2 separate regions of the Sus scrofa genome follow, and region 2 is linked to region 1. Evidence: chromatin contacts called from public HiChIP or PLAC-seq data. All regions are on one chromosome and are shown on one strand. The core of a region is the stretch at or near the end of the contact, and the rest is flanking DNA. Distances in the headings are between cores, read along the strand shown.

What was found. HiChIP or PLAC-seq counts read pairs in DNA pulled down with a chosen protein or histone mark.
Region 2: a contact with region 1 is called in an H3K27ac HiChIP or PLAC-seq map of skeletal muscle, with 2.2 times the contacts expected there. The contact joins two enhancer-like sites. A contact is called at or near these places in 1 of 47 Hi-C or Micro-C datasets (embryonic fibroblasts) and 1 of 2 datasets of contacts at active chromatin or transcription factors (skeletal muscle).

What each region holds. Positions count from the first base shown.
Region 1 is chr7:10,666,222-10,673,928 of Sscrofa11.1, reverse strand. It overlaps LOC106507125 (a long non-coding RNA gene), which reads right to left. Exons shown (of 4, transcript XR_002346312.1): 4 at 3,759-7,707. Among named protein-coding and RNA genes, the nearest start is that of MIR9807, 89 kb to the left of the region's middle. Within about 2 kb of position 4,583, at least 20 of the 83 cell types and tissues checked have an H3K27ac peak or open chromatin away from gene starts, as enhancers often do. A contact at or near this core is called in skeletal muscle, where this site is marked.
Region 2 is chr7:10,908,145-10,915,851 of Sscrofa11.1, reverse strand. No RefSeq gene overlaps it. Among named protein-coding and RNA genes, the nearest start is that of MIR9807, 150 kb to the right of the region's middle. Within about 2 kb of position 3,826, at least 25 of the 83 cell types and tissues checked have an H3K27ac peak or open chromatin away from gene starts, as enhancers often do. A contact at or near this core is called in skeletal muscle, where this site is marked.

The DNA of each region.
Region 1 (7,707 bases), core at 3,334-5,833:
ACCAGTGCCCAGTCGCTGTGGTTTCATCTTACAATCTTTTTGCCTTTGCTTGTTTTTACCTCAGGGGCCTCCTCTCTCGGAGATATTTCTTTTAAAACCTTTGTCTCTATCAAAGGCATTCCAAGCATTGGCACATCAGTGGGGGAGATAACTTTTCTTTAAGAAATCCCCTAGCAGTCTGAGGCATCCCTGACTGAACCTGTACTCACCAGTCACCAAAGGGTCCCTCCCTGACGTATGAGTCAGAGGAGAACTATTCATATCAGTCTAAAATTGCGAGCAACCTAAACGTCCATTAAATGAACAGGAGGATGAATAAATATACTGTGATATATCTGTACAATGGAATACTATACAGCAATGAAAGCAAATGAACACCCATTATACACAAATACATGAAAAGCTTTCAAATATAGTCTAAGCGACCAGACCTGAAAAAAATACATAATGCATAATTCTATTTACATGTGGCCCAAACACAAATAAAATTAATCTGTGGTGTTGTAAGTTGAGAGTGGTCACCTTTGGAGAGAAGAGAGGGAATAGTCACTGATGGGAGCCTGTGGGGGATTTCTTACGTGCTGATCCTGTTTGTTCTTTGATTTGGGCGGTGCTCAAATCAGGTGTATTCATTTTGTGAATGCTCATTGAGCTATAAACCTATGATCTATGCTTTTCTGTATGTCTGCAATACTTCATTTGAAAGGTTTTAAAAATCTATTATATTTAAAAATCTGGAGTTCCTGTCATGGCTCAGGTGTTCCCGTCGTGCCTCAGTGGAATCGAATCTGACTAGCATCCATGAGGATGCAGGTTCGATCCCTGGCCATGCTCAGTGGGTTAAGAATCCAGTGCTGCTGTGAGCTGTGATATAGGTTGCAGATACAGCTTGGATCTGGCGTTACTGTGGCTGTGGTGTAGGCCAACAGCTGCAGCTCTGATTCGACCCCTAGCCCGGGAACCTCCATATGCCATGGGTGCAGCCCTTAAAAAAAAAAAAGAAAAAAAAAGACCGAAAAAAATCTACTCTTCTTCCAACTACCAGTTTCAACCCCCAAAGTAGGGCACGACACAGTAGCTGCATAGATATTTAGGTATGGTGGCAAATCAGCTGGAGCAAGAAGCAGGATTTGGAAATGCCCACACATTCCAAGACCCAGGTGGCTCCAATATATTGGACTGAAAAGGTCATCTGGGCTAGTGACCGAGGCACAGAAGGAATTGTTTCTGGATCCATCTCAGAATTACCGGCTCACAAGGACAGCACGAGGCCATGACGTCAGAAGAACTGTAATGCAATTCCATTCTCCTGGCAACTGTCCCACATCAGTCTCCCTCTTACCTGCTTGTCTCCAAGGCGAAGTCTCACGGGAAGTGGTTTCACCCACGGGACACGTGGTTTTCTATACCCCGTGGCTCAGACTCAGGTTTCCCTAGAGACGGGGTGGATCAATTGGATGTACTTGGAGCTCCGTAGTTTTTTAATAGGCAGTCGCTGGGCCCTCCTTCCTGCGCCTTGGGGCTTCATCTTCACTAGACAAAGGAAACCTGGCCCCCCCAATCAGAGTAGAATTAAGTATTCCATCCCCTTCCTATTTCTCCCGGGTGATCCTTGACATCTCAGGAGGTGTCTAATGGAGACTTCCTAAATTCAGTTCCGCTGAGTATTTATGCCACAGGAGCCAGGACCATTATTGGTGCTGAGAATGTTCCCTGACAGAAACACAGCCGCTGCTCTGTCAGAGTCCAGTGGAAGCCAGGCTCAGCGCCACTCAGCGTTTTCATTAGCTCCGGCGGCTGAGCGGAGGCTGACAGGACGGCTGGCGGGGGACGTTCTTGAGTGTAACATAATAGAAAAAGTACAGGCTGTGGGGTCAGACAGATCTGGGTTCAAAAACAGCGTCCGACCATCACTAGATGCTTGACCACGAACTTAATCTCATTTAGAGTCCGTTTCTTCGATTCTAAAAGAAATAGTGTTTATTTATTTATTTTTTTTCTGGCTTTAAGGTAAACAATTTATTTCTTTTTGCCACGTAGTGATAAAACTTCATATAGACTTGTACTCACTGGAAAACTTTCCAGTATTTTCTCCATTATTAGCAGGTACTTAGATGATATTAATTCACAGTAATTTAACCAACAGAGGAGAGTTAAGAAATTATCTGGCTATTCCATTTTTTTTTTTTTATTTTATTTTCCCACTGTACAGCAAGGGGGTCAGGTTATCCTTACATGTATACATTGCAATTACATTTTTTCCCCCACCCTTTCTTCTGTTGCAACATGAGTATCTAGACATAGTTCTCAATGCTATTCAGCAGGATCTCCTTGTAAATCTATTCTAAGTTGTGTCTGATAAGCCCAAACTCCCGATCCCTCCCACTCCCTCCCCCTCCCATCAGGCAACCACAAGTCTCTTCTCCAAGTCTATGATTTCTTTTCTGAGGAGAAGTGTTTATTTTTATAGAGATGCTGTAGGTGAAACATAAAACGAGCAAAGTCCCTAGCGCAGTGACTGACCCAAAGCAACGATAATTATGATGACACTTAAGTAGTGCTTCTTATGTACCCGCGCTGTTGCATGTGTTAGGTCTATGTCACAACAACCCCATGAGACAGGTCCTGGTGATATTACCGAGTATAAACATGGAGCCAAAGCACAGAGACATCAAGTAACCGGCCCAAATGGCAGAGCGAGGAGAGTGACCCAGGCAGCCTGGCTGCAGGGGCCAAGAACCTGGGTTCTTGCTCCTAAAGTGCAAGAACAAGGCATGTTTTACTTGCTTAAAGAAACTCCTCTTTTTCCCCCTTTCTTACAATTCTTAACGCATAGTTAATCTTTCTGGGTAGAGAGAGAGAAATTAAGGAGACACCTGTATGTCTCCCTTCCTGGATCTTGTTTTCACCTCTTCCGTGAAAAGTTTGAGAGGCTAGGACTGCTTTGGTAAGCTCCCATTTCATCCACAAGCACACACTGAGCGCCTGTGGCATGCCAAGCACTGGCCTGGGCGCTAGGGGAACAGGGGTGAGCCTCTCCCCTCCTTATCCCCCCCCCCACCGCCCCCTGCTGGGACTCAGGGTCCACGTGGAAGCGCTGAGGCGCAAAGACCAAAGGATGAGCTTTGGACCATGGGATGGCTCACCCAGCCCTGCCTCCTCATCGGCTTCCAAAGAGGCTTGTGTGAACCCCTAACTAAAGCCAGTTCTGGGTCATGCCAGGAGAGCCTTCTCCAGCCTGGCTCTGCTTTGCTGGTTTGCTCCTAAAACAGCAAGCACATTGTTCCTAACTCCTGGACACACTTGCCAGCAGCAGCTCAGGACCTTCCAGAAATTGCTTGGCTTTTATATAGCAGGTTTTAATTTTAACTCCCTTTCCTTTTTTTTTTTTTTAATCAAAAATTAATTAAAACACCATGGCAAGCCCAGAGTTCACTCACTCTGGCAAGAAAGGAAAGTGAAAGGAAGAGAAAAGAGAAAACACTTTTCATTATCTGCCACACCTGGGTTGGCAGAGTCCTCAACAGTTTTGCTGAGGCTGGAATTCAAGACAATTCCTCCTCCAACCCAAACACTCTTGCTGAGGGTGGATGCGCCTCGTGGGCCTGCCCGGCTCTGTGGGTTGGGGGAAAGGCCAGGCCCTGTGACTACTCACCAGGCACCCTCTGGCACTGCCCACGGCCCCTTCTGCCTTCTCCCTTAGACCACCTCTCTCCTCCCACGACAGACCCAGGACGCACCCTCTCCAGGAAAGACCTTTTCATGAAGACCCAGGCCACCATGACAAGGGCATCAGGCCTTGACGGTGGAAAAAGACGAACAAGAACTGGGACTTGAGGATTCTTCACGATACCTTTCCCGCTACTTCTCTTCCAGTTTCTCCCCACCCACCCACCCAGTCCTGATACAAGCGTGACCAGGATGGAATCAGGCACAGGACTTCGAGGCTTTGTTTCTAGTTCTTCAAGTCCAAAGCTGCAGCTTCAGAATGTTTCCGGGGTTGAGTCAAGAGCAGCAGCGGTCACAACGAGCCCAGATGTGCTGAGAGATGTGTGGTGGGAAGTCTCCCAGGGTGCAGGTCATGTTGAAAGCCACGCTGAGGTTTCTCCTAAGCTGGATGTTCCTGGATTGAGGCAAAGGGGAGGAAGGACAAGCTGGAGGAACGGGGTTCTCTGGTTCGCACCCCGTCCTTCCCTTGGGGCCTGGCATCCAGCACCCTGGGCTGCCTGTGCTGTGGAGAAGCGGGAGTTAATTCCAGGGCTCAGAGGGTCCAGAGGGAGGAGAGAGTTGAGAGCTCCCAGCAGGGGTGCACGTGGGCTTTCTTTACAGCTTTCCAGAGCTACAGAATTGATTTTCTGCTGGAGTCGCCACATATCAATGCATCTACAGTCCTCCTTCCAGGAATTATCAGACTCCGGGGAGATAATAAGAAAGGAACTGAAACTATTTTTGAAAAGTTTTCCAAAGCTGGCGAATGCCATATAAGGCCCCCATTGGCTTTCATTTTTGCTGGGCTGGAGGGAGGTGGGGGGAACACGAGGCGATTGTGTGGTTGGAAGCTGGAGCCAAGGCCTCCTTACTCTGAATTAAGACTTGGGAAGCAGAATTTCCCCTGGGGCCCTGGTGCTGACTTGGAGTTGAGATCTTACAGAAGACTCTGCGGAGTGGGAAAACAGTTGTCTACTATGCTTGTGCAACAGCATGAGAGATCCTTTTGCTTGAAGACTCTCCATGGGGTGAGCTAGGAAGGCTGAACTTGAAAAAGCCGAGAAGCCATGGGCAAGGAGGGGAAACTGGGTTGACTCTGGGCCTTAGGGTAGACAGTGCCTCCCGTGCCTTGTCCTGTGTCTTATGTTAGAGTCTCCAGAAGCAGGCGCAGAGTGACCCATGTAAGGAATGTTTCAGGAAAATCAGTAGGTGGTTGGGAAGTCACTCAGAAGAGAGGGATGCTGGGTAAGGGTGCCCATGGCGCAAATCCCCAGGAAGGGAAGTGGTGCCGTGAGACTTACGCTCTCTCCAGAGCCTCCCTGCAACCTTCTCCTTAGTCCTGATGAGGCCCAGGGAGGCTGGACTATTTATATCCTTCTCCCGTCCGTCCTCCATTGGTTAAGGGCTGTCACCTCTGCAAGGATGCAAATTCCCATTATCACTTTCTTTAAGCAGCAGAGTCGTTCCAGAACCCTGAAGGAAGCCCTCTGACAAAAGAGGCCCCTGGAGCTGGGGTGCTTGAAAATGATACAGGACTCCCAGGGGATGTGGGCCGAGCACAGCCTGCTGGGCTGTATCTTGTCTGGACCCATCAGCCCTAGGCTGGCAGGGCCTCAGAGAGTAGGTTCAGTTATCTCTAAGAGCAGCTCTGCTGGAGCAGTTCCTGGCGAGAGAAGGATCTGGGTGGCCACTGGTGGTTTGTGAGTGACCCGGACTCTGCTGCCGATCCCAGAGTCACTCCCCGGGAGTGTGCTCCTCGTCTCACCTTTACTTGTTCTGTCCCCACATCCCTGTGGGTGGAGCTGGGGGTCATGGTCACAGTGGTGCCTTAGCTGGAGGACAGCAGTGTGCATCTCTCTTTTCCTCCCTGTTACCCCAGAAGCCAGGTACCAAAGAACTGGCATTTCTCTCCAAACGCCCTGGCCACCCCTCGGCTTGGACTTCCCCCAGTGAGGTTGAAGCATCTGGACAACAGCTGTCCAGCCAGCCCACTCACATGACCCGAAGATGTGCCCTGAGCTGACGATGGTTAGTAGCAGAGCAGGGCACGGCAGCAGGGACTTCAAAGGCGTGGCCCTCGTCCCTCAGCAGCCAGACAGAGCTCCCTGCAGCCTGAAGCTCAGCTGCTGGCCTGTCGAGTGTGGCTGGCTGGCCTGGAGGAAACAGAGCAGTCGGATGCAGAGGCAGCTCTGGGATGGGTGCTGCCTCTCCCTGAGGCCCTGGGAGGTGGGCGGGAGGGGCAGGCAAGTGCAGCAACAACCAGAAGCAGAAACCCCCAAACTCCTGGCGGTGGGCAGGTGCAGGTCCCGCTGGCGAAGCCCCACCACCGTGGGGCCCCTCGTTCCTCATCCTGCCTCACCCTCCGGCTAAAAATAATCCCTCGTCTGTAAACAAACGCAAATATATTTTTACCCTGCCTCGGAAAACCACCTTCCTGTGGGGTCCAGGGCTCTCTCTGAGGCAACTGGCAGATCACAGAAGCCACTGCACCGCTTGGAACTTTCCACCACAGACGGGCGATGGTGACCCCAGGCGACCTCTGCCTGTGGTGCCAGAGTGACTCTGTGTCGAGAGATTAGCATCTCTAACTGCTTTGTGGTTTCAGAGGCAGGAGAGGGAGGCCAAACCTCAGCGGGGCGAGAGCGTACAGCTCAGGACTGAGAGGCTCCAGGAAGACGTGCTCGTCTTCAGGGTCCCGCGTGCGGCTTCCTGAGGAAAGTTCTCACCAGAGCACGAGACCGTTGAACGTGAGGCCGTGAAACCAAGGCAGCCGGTCCCTCAGCCAGGCAGCTGGCCGCCGCCGGCTTCGCCCCGGGAAGGGGGTGGAGGCGGAACCGGCTGGAAGCATCTGACATCAGAAAAGCTGTTTTCTCTTAAAGGTGGGCACGGGGCAGGTGAGCCCTAAGTAACAGCCTACAGCCGATGACATAGCACTGCTCCCGCCAAGGTTAGCTTTTTCTAACTCACTCCCTCATCAGCCATCAGGCACCTCTTGCCTCTCCCTTGGTGCTGACCTTCATGCCAGGAGTGGAAGAGGCCGGGCTGAATGCGGATGGGCATCGGGGACGCGGTGTGCTTCGCAGAGCGGCCCACATGCCTGGGAGGCAAGGATAGGCATTGTTAGGAAAACTGTGGCGGAAGCAGAGCTGGGAGGAGCCAGGACAGGAGCCCCACGTCAGGGCCTGGGTAAGTGGCAGAGGCATTCGCTGGGCACCAGAGCTAAGGTCGTTTGACTCTTGGGTGCCGCCTTGTCCATGCCCTAATGCTTCCGGTTCTGATGAAACGGGCGAAGGGCGTCCAAGGGAACAAGCTCGAAGCCACTCAGGAGGGCAGAGCCTGACCTCCCAACTCCAGGTCCATCCACCGCCTCCGACCCCGGCCACCAGAATGGTCTGGGAGGTTCCTTCACGTCGGCCTTCGGCCCCCGACCATGTCATGTCGCTGGGTGAAAAGAGGAGTTCCTCTCTCAGTGCCAGCATCGCCCCCTTCCTCTCACCCCGAGGAGAGAGACAGGGTTTTGAGACATGAGGTAGGTGGGTCCCCACCTATGGCAGGAGCCAGAGGGAGCCTGCAGGGCTGTGAGGGACAGAGGGCCAGGCTGGAGATTTTCATCTTTGGCCTGGATGCGTTCCAACCTTAAACGCAAATGAAAACTTTAGAAACATGCTATTCTTGAAGGGGGCACGTGGGTGTGTTTGGGGGGTAAACGTGGGGGTGGAGGGATCCGAGGGGAGGGGAGGCGGCTGCAACACAGCTCTAAACACCTAAAGCTTACCTGCGGCGCTCAGACCCCGGGACCCCCACCAAGAGCACGGGGCCTTCCTGCTCAAATTCTCAGATTTTGTATTTCCGTCACACACCTGTCCAGGAACGTGACTAGAACACCTGGGCCCAGTCATCCATCTGCCACCAAAGTGGTTGCCAACTTGCCTTAAATCGCCTGACTCCTCTGTCAGCTTCTTCGGCTGTAAAGCAGGGGTCTGGGCAGACAGCAGGCAC
Region 2 (7,707 bases), core at 2,577-5,076, 240 kb before region 1:
GGGCGACTGCAGGAGTTCCCACACCTCCGGTTTGCTGCTTCAGTGACAGCTTGGCTGCCCAAGTGTGTGGGGGAGGGAATCACAGCTTTTGTTTTTGCAGCAAAGGTCTTTCAGCTTTTTTTCCGTGGGAACCAGTTGACATGTAGTTTCAATGACCCCTTGCAATTTGTCAACCTGGAGGAGGAAAGATCAAGGTCTTATATTTGGGTGTAACGTTTTCTATACCATTTACTTTTGCCTGATGACATAGGAGGACTCCTAGGAAACTAGAGCAGCATCCTAGGCACAATGCAGAGGGCCAGACCGGAAGGAAATCCAGCCCTTAGAGGCAGCTGTCTGCTAGAGGCTGTGAACGGGAGCATACACCTGTGAACGAGGAAGCGCTCCCTGCCCCGGGGCTGGGGGGTAGGGGAGACAGCAGGAGGTGAGTGCTCGGAGTTTGCTCAGAGCAGCGGCCCTGAACCCACTATTTCAGGTGATCAGGCGCACAGAGGTCCTCCGATGCCTGAGGCAGCCCAGGGAAACGGGGCCTCTTGCATCCCAGACTCCTCACTTGGTCTTGCGGGGTTGCTCTCCTTGCCTGTGTCAGCCTCTGCTACCGCTGCAGCCCCTGCTGTCTCTCGTTCCACTCCTCACGATTCGGGCTTCCTTGTGCCTCTTCTGGTGATGCTTGCTTGCTCCTCCCCAGATGTGGCCGCAGACGTGACGGATCTCACCACCCCGCGTCCTGCGAGGCCTGATGGGACCACGCGGTGTGGTGGTTCCCTCTTGGCAGAGCTTCCCGCCCCGGCCAGCTCTTGCTTGACTTGTTTGCCGCTGCTCACATCAGATGGGGCAGCAGGGAGGCAGGACCCTACTGGATGAAGCTGGCCTTTGAAGAGGGAATTGCCCGAGGTGAGCCCCTTCCTCAGAGAAAGGCTGTGGGCCATTGTAAAGGGGACACGTGTGGGACAAAAGTTTTTCTTGGAGTTCCCGTCGTGGCGCAGTGGTTAACGAATCCGACTAGGAACCATGAGGTTGCGGGTTTGGTCCCTGCCCTTGCTCAGTGGGTTAAGGATCCAGCGTTGCCATGAGCTGTGGTGTAGGTTGCAGACGCGGCTTTGATCCTGCGTTGCTGTGGCTCTGGCGTAGGCCGGTGGCTACATCTCCGATTCGACCCCTAGCCTGGGAACCTCCATATGCTGCGGGAGCGGCCCAAAGAAATAGCAAAAAGTCAAAAAAAAAAAAAAAGTTTTTCCTGAGCCTCTCTGCAGCATAGAGGGAAGAAGATTCAGTTTTCTGGGAGAAATCCTCGGGAGAGCTGAGTGCTGGGTCAGAGGAGGGCAGCGTGAGAGGACCGCCCACCTGCCTCCAGATTGTGGGGTTGCCTAGAGGAATTTGAGAATATATGGTGGATTCTTAGCTTGTGCCTGATGTGCGTCCCCCCTCTGGTGCCTCTGTGTTTGTCGTGGGAAGGGTACTGAAGACCAGGGGTCCAGAGGAGGCAGCCCAGAACCAGAATGTGAAGGTGTGGGAGCTTGGGCTAGATGCCCAGATTGGCTGAAATTGCAGGGAAGATGTTAGACACTCAGTGGCCTGGACTTGGGTGGCCTAGAGATTATCCAGAGGTCTTCCTTAACCTCTAACTGTCACATAAAAGGCAGCGTCTGGGTAGAAAGATGAGATCAGACACCAAAGTTCAAATAGCCAGAAAGAAACACCAGACCAGAGGGGAGGGGCCAAGACTGGCCCCCATTAGGGCAGAGAGGTGGAGCTGCTGGAATGTGGGTCAGGACCTCTCGTTTAGGGACAGACTCGCCAGTGGGCGGAAGGCATCCTTCAGGGCCACTTCCGTGATTGGGAGAAGGGAAGCTACAAGGATGGAGGGAGAACTAGACACCCAGCCTCAAGCCACGTCCCTTCCTCGCAGAGTGTGAAAGAGTGCCGAGGAAAAGTGGGCTGCACACCCACTCGCCGGCCTTTCTCTCTCCTAGCCCATTGTCTCCACTCCCCTCTCGGCCTGGGCCCTCCGCGAGAGACAGAGCCATCCTCGGAGAAGCCTTTGTCACAACCCAGCCTTGATATGGGCCGTGAAGGTGAATGGATGAACACCAAGGAAATAAGCCGCTGAGCGCGGTTTTGAGACTGCATCTCAAAACGATGTTGGTCACCTGCCTCCTCTGAGTGTAATAGAAGTCATGCAGCTTAAAAACTCTGACTGTTGATTTGAAAATTTACCCCATGCAGTGATTGATAATAGAAGCTTTCAGGAATGAACAAAAAAAGAGGGGGAGGGGACGGTACACCAGTGCCGGGAAAACATATGTGGATAAGGTTCCACATATGTTTGAAAGGGAGGATGCTTAAAAGCCTTGACAGTTCACCTTCCCCATGTGGCGCTCAGCTGTCCCGACTTCCCGGGTCTGGGTTACAGGTGGGCACACAGAGGCACAGGCCATCAGGAGAGGAGGGTGCAGGCTCTCTGTCCATCTTGGTATCATTCTTGGTTTTTTTTCTTCTTATGGTTGCACCTGCAGCATATGGAAGTTCTCAGGCTAGGGGTCAAATTGTAGCTGTAGCTGCCAGCCTATACCACCGCCATGGGGTCCGAGCTGCATCTGCAACTCACTGCGGCCTGTGGCAACACCAGATCCTTAACCCACTGAGTGAGGCCAGGGATCCATCGCACATCCTCATGGATGCCATGTCGGATTCCTAACCCACTGAGCCAGAAGGGAAACCCCCTCTTAGTATCATTATTTAAAGCGGCACAGTGACCAGACTACCACCGATGGCTTATTTTGAACCAACCAGGAGAAAAAAAAAGGAGGCCTGGCCGTTCCCAGAGACCGCTGCCCCTGTCCCTGCCTGCACTTAAGAGGGCCACTTGACCGTTCCGAGGAAGATGTTACTGTGGACCAAAAAAAGACATTCTGTTTGACTGGGCCGTGCTCCAAAGAGGGAAGATGTGGCCTCTTCGTCCCTCGATTGCCTTCGAAGCAGACTTTTCCCTCCCCCGGGGTCGTTCATCAGATTAGAGCCCTTTTCTAGGCCCTCGACTTTGTTAGAGATTTTCTTAGGAAACACCCAGTGGTTTCAGGTTTTAGTGGAAGGAGGGTGGATGGAACTTCATTGACGCTGAGCCTGAGGTCGAGGCGAGGGCAACGATCTGTCCGATTCGCTATTCTCAAGATGGAAGGAGGGAGGGAAGTTACACCAAGCCCCTCGAGTGACGCCGTCTTAGTGAAGCAGTCCTGAGGGTCAGCCTGGGTTTGAGCGGCCTGGAGGGGATTTATTGCCTAGAACAGCGAATTCTAAAATGCAGCTGCAGTCCAGACACGTGAAGAACCTTCGTAAATACTGATGCCTGGGCCTCATTCCCACAGAGTCTGACTCAGTCGGTGTGTTTATTTCCTGGGGCTGCCACAGCAAAGTTCTACAGACTTCAGGGGGTGGGGTGGTGCTTAAACAGCAGACATGTATTGTCTCGCAGCTCTGGGGGCTAGAAGTCCAAGATCAAGGCCCTGGCAGCGTTAGTTTCTTCTGAGGCCTCTCTGCTGGGCTTGCAGCCGCCTGCCTTCTTCCCGCATCCTTACAGGGGGTCCGTGCTCTCATCTCCTGTTCTCATGAGGACACGGGTCACATTGGAGCTGGCCCACTGTCGTGACCTCCTTTCACTTTAGCCACCCTCCAAAGACCTGATGGCCAAGAGGAGCACCCTCTGAGGCGCTGGGGTTAGGACTTCCACCATGAATCTGGGGGGACACGGTGTAGCCCGTAGCAGTCGGCCGGGCGAGCTCAGGCATCGGTGCCGTGAGCGCCTCCCCCAGATACTCGGATTGCAGCTGAGGTTGGGAATCTCTGTTCCAGATGGCTCTGTCCGAGCATCCAGAAACAGCTGCTTGGAGCAGAATCCCCGGACAGTCATTTTTTACATTGTGAAAGTGCTGGGAACTTGTGCAGGAAAAGGCTGCTGTAAACAGAGCGACGCAAAGAGCTTCGGATACCAAATGAGGTGACCGTGGAGAGACTGTTCAGAAGTCCCTCCTGCCTCCCTGGGGATGGGGATGGGGGCGCTGCTCTTCTCCCCCGCCCCCGCCCCGGGGGTCCAGCAGGCGGGGTGCTTTTAAGGAGCTCCCCAAGGACGGCCAGACTCCCTCACTGCACTGCTGGATTTTCTGAGCGTCGTGATCTGTGGCTTGGTTTCCTGAGTTGACCTACCCCCCAGGAGGGGCGCGCCCTGTGCAAGCAGCTGGCCTCAGTTCTTGGGCCAGGAATACAGTAGCACCTTCCAGAACCCCGCAGCGGGGCCCTTGGACAGACACGCCTGCCTCCTGTGAGAGTGCTTGATGAGAGGTGAACAATTAACGGGAGGCTGGGGTCGCTCCCAGGCGGATCTGCCGCGGGTGGTGACTGGCGTGTGGGGGCGAGTGTCGTGATGCAGCGCCCGGGCTGACTCAGCCCAGCTCCCCTCCCGGCTCCCGGCAGGCACGCACTGGCGCCTCCTGGCTCAGCCCGCGGCAGGAGTCTGTTTCTCTGTTGCTCTTGCCCTGCAAACTCAGTTCTGGCTTTTTCAAAGATTGCTGATTTTTTTTTTTAAAGACAATCCTTTTGTGAATCTGACTTTCCTTTTTGTTCATAGCTGATGGTTGCCCTGTGTCTCTCACTCCGAGGCCAGTTATTCACAAGTAAGAGGAGCGGTTCCCCCCGCCTCCCATGAGCCCACATTCATCCGGAGGTCAGGAGGCACTCAAGTTCCCCTCCTGACGTCCTCTGTCCTTAGTCCCCCCCCTCCACCCCACCCCGAGAGGACAGACTTGATGCGGCCTCGCTCTCCAGCCTGGAATGTGTGTCAGGTGCTGGCTTGGGGGGCTTTCCTTCCTTCACTGCACGGCATCCTCTCAGAGGACCAAAGCCACCAGTATGCTTGGCACCCCCACTTTGCAGATGAGGAATCAAAGCTCAGGGGGTGAAGACCTGCCCGGGAATATCCAATGGTGGGAGAATCAGATTCAGATCTACCTCATCCTGACTCCAGATCCCATTCCTGGCTGCTGGGCCTTCTGAGCAGTGCTGACACACCGCTGCTGATCCCATGCGCCCCCCTGGCTCTACAAGGCATCTCTCTGGTGGGCCGTCTCACACCTCTGACCCAGACCTTTCCTTGCCTGAGCTGCAGGCTGGGGCCCCTCGGAGCTCACCTGCCCCCCGCCGAGCTCCAGATGGCCCTCTTTTTGGGAGCCTGCTCTGCCCTGACCTTCCCTTTCCTGAGGATTTGTCTCCATTCAGTGACTCAGGCCAAGATGTGGGAGTCACCCTTGACTCCTCGCTCTCTCCCAGCCCACAGGCACGTCATCAGCGAATCCAGCGAGACTAACAATATCCAGAACCCAGCCACCTCCTCCCACCTCCGCCGTGACCGCTCTCCTCCCCGCCTCCGTGAGTCATCTCTGTCACCCCCTCATTCAGAGCCCTTGGAGCCTTCCTGTCTCATTCAGGGGTGTCAGTTATTAAGTTATTGCCTCCTGACTCCACGCCCGTCCTTCCACATTGGATTTCACCTCGCCCCGACTGGGCCCCCAGAAACCACCCTTCTCCTTGCTCAGCTCGCTCGGCCGGTAGGAGGCGCTAGAGGGAGAGCTCACCCCTGCAGAAGGGACTGCTTCCTCTGTTTTCTGTGGGTTCCCCTCGCCTGCACCTCCTGTGAGGGGCACCACGGCCCTACTGCCTCACCCCCACAGAGGCAGGCCCTTGCCGTAGCAGCAGTTACATCCACGCTGCAACTTTCTTCACACTCAGGAACCAACCTCACTGTGCACCCCAGGGTCAGCAGAGCTGGTTGCATTTCCCCCTCTGCAGGGTCCTGAACCTGGAGGACCCTCTTCAGAGCTTCCAGGGGTGTTTTAAGCGGCCTTGGGGAGAATCCTAAAGAGGGTGCTGGCATCACAGGAGAATGAAGACGGGAGCCACCTGGCACTGTCAGCGTCTCCACTGCGCGAGGCCCTGGCTGTACCTGGGAAGTGCGTTACATCCTCCCTCTCTTTTCACCCAGTTGCTATAGTTTTTCCCGGCTGGGAGGCCTGGGGGGGGTGCAGAGCTAACTAAATTTAGAAGTTGCGGAATCTACGGCATCTCAACTTCACTCTCACTTTCCATTCTGACTGGCTTTTGAACTAATGGACATGGAGGGGCTGCCTTCCTAGAACAGTATCCTCCGAAGTTCATGGAACACCCTAAGTGGTTACCAGCTCCCGTGAGCTTAATTCATAACAGACAGGCTTGGGAGTGTCGGTGGCTGGCTTGTCCTCTGTGTACAGACTTTGTGAGGCCAGGTCTGCCGTGGAGATGGCCACACCTCACTTCTAAGATGAAGCTTCATCGAACTGGACTAACGACATTTTCAGACCAGGAAGAGGCAAGAGAGTTTCTTGACGCTAGCAGTTAGCAGGGACTCACCTTCCCAGAGCTGAAGGTGGAATGGACCCTAAATCCGGCACGTTCCGGGCTACACCCTGCCCTGCTGGGTTGTGGGTAGGTTCCCTGGATTACAGTGGCATGTTACAGTTCTCACTGCGTGGTTCATCTGTTCAGTCTTGTTTGCCTTGGACCTGAGCCACCCGGGTTTCTGAAGGTGGTGAGCTGGCCACTGTTCCTGGCCCCACAACACAGGTGTGATCTGTGCCATGTGAAATGCGAGTGGCAATTATAGTGGCTGATTTGAAAGGAAACTGAACACCCTAGCTTTCACCCGGTCAGCTTGACTTGGCTATGGGCACCTTTCTTCTTGGGCAAATGAGGGCTGAACTCTTGAGTCAGACTCTTTCAAGGGCTTGCATTTCTAGGTTCCAATCACAAACAAGACAACCTTGTGAAGCTGGGGGCTGTCTACACTCTCAGCAAACTGGTGGCCTGTAAAAGGAGACCCTTGAGTACATAAAACCCCTCACTCTAAGGGTTTAGATTTTGCTCAGGTTAGAGCTACTACTGCCTTAGTTTACTGTGCCATATACTTTTTTCTTTCTACGGCCACACCCACGGCATATGGAAGTTTCTAGGCAAGGGGTCGATTCGGAGCTGCAGGTGCAGGCCTGCATCACAGCCACAGCAACACGGGATCTGAGCCAAGGCTGGGACCTACACCACAGCTCACGGCCATGCCAGATCCCTGACCCACTGAGCAAGGCCAGGGATCGAACCTGCATCCTCATGGATACTAGTCAGATTTGTTTCCACTGCGCCACAACAGGAACTCCGAACTGTGCCATATTTGAAACGAGAAATTTGAGCTGTATTTTAACTTTGGAAATTGTTGGGCAGGAGGTAATTGATAAGTACCCTCGGCGCATGTAGCACTGTGCTGGGAACTCAATGGGGAACCTAAAATCCAGGGTATGCTTGGTTACTGTCCTTAGGAAGCTCCTAATCCGTTTAAGGGAATAGAAGCTACATACACATAGACCCCATAAAACCAGAGCATGCGTAAGCATTAAAATGTCTGTCAAGGAGTTCCTGCCATGGCGCAGTGGTTAACGAATCCGACTAGGAACCATGAGGTTGCGGGTTCGGTCCCTGCCCTTGCTCAGTGGGTTAACGATCCGGGGTTGCCGTGAGCTGTGGTGTAGGTTGCAGACGCAGCTCGGATCTCACGTTGCTGTGGCTCTGGTGTAGGCCAGTGGCTAAGCTCCGATTCGACCCCTAGCCTGGGAACCTCCATATGCCACGGGAGCG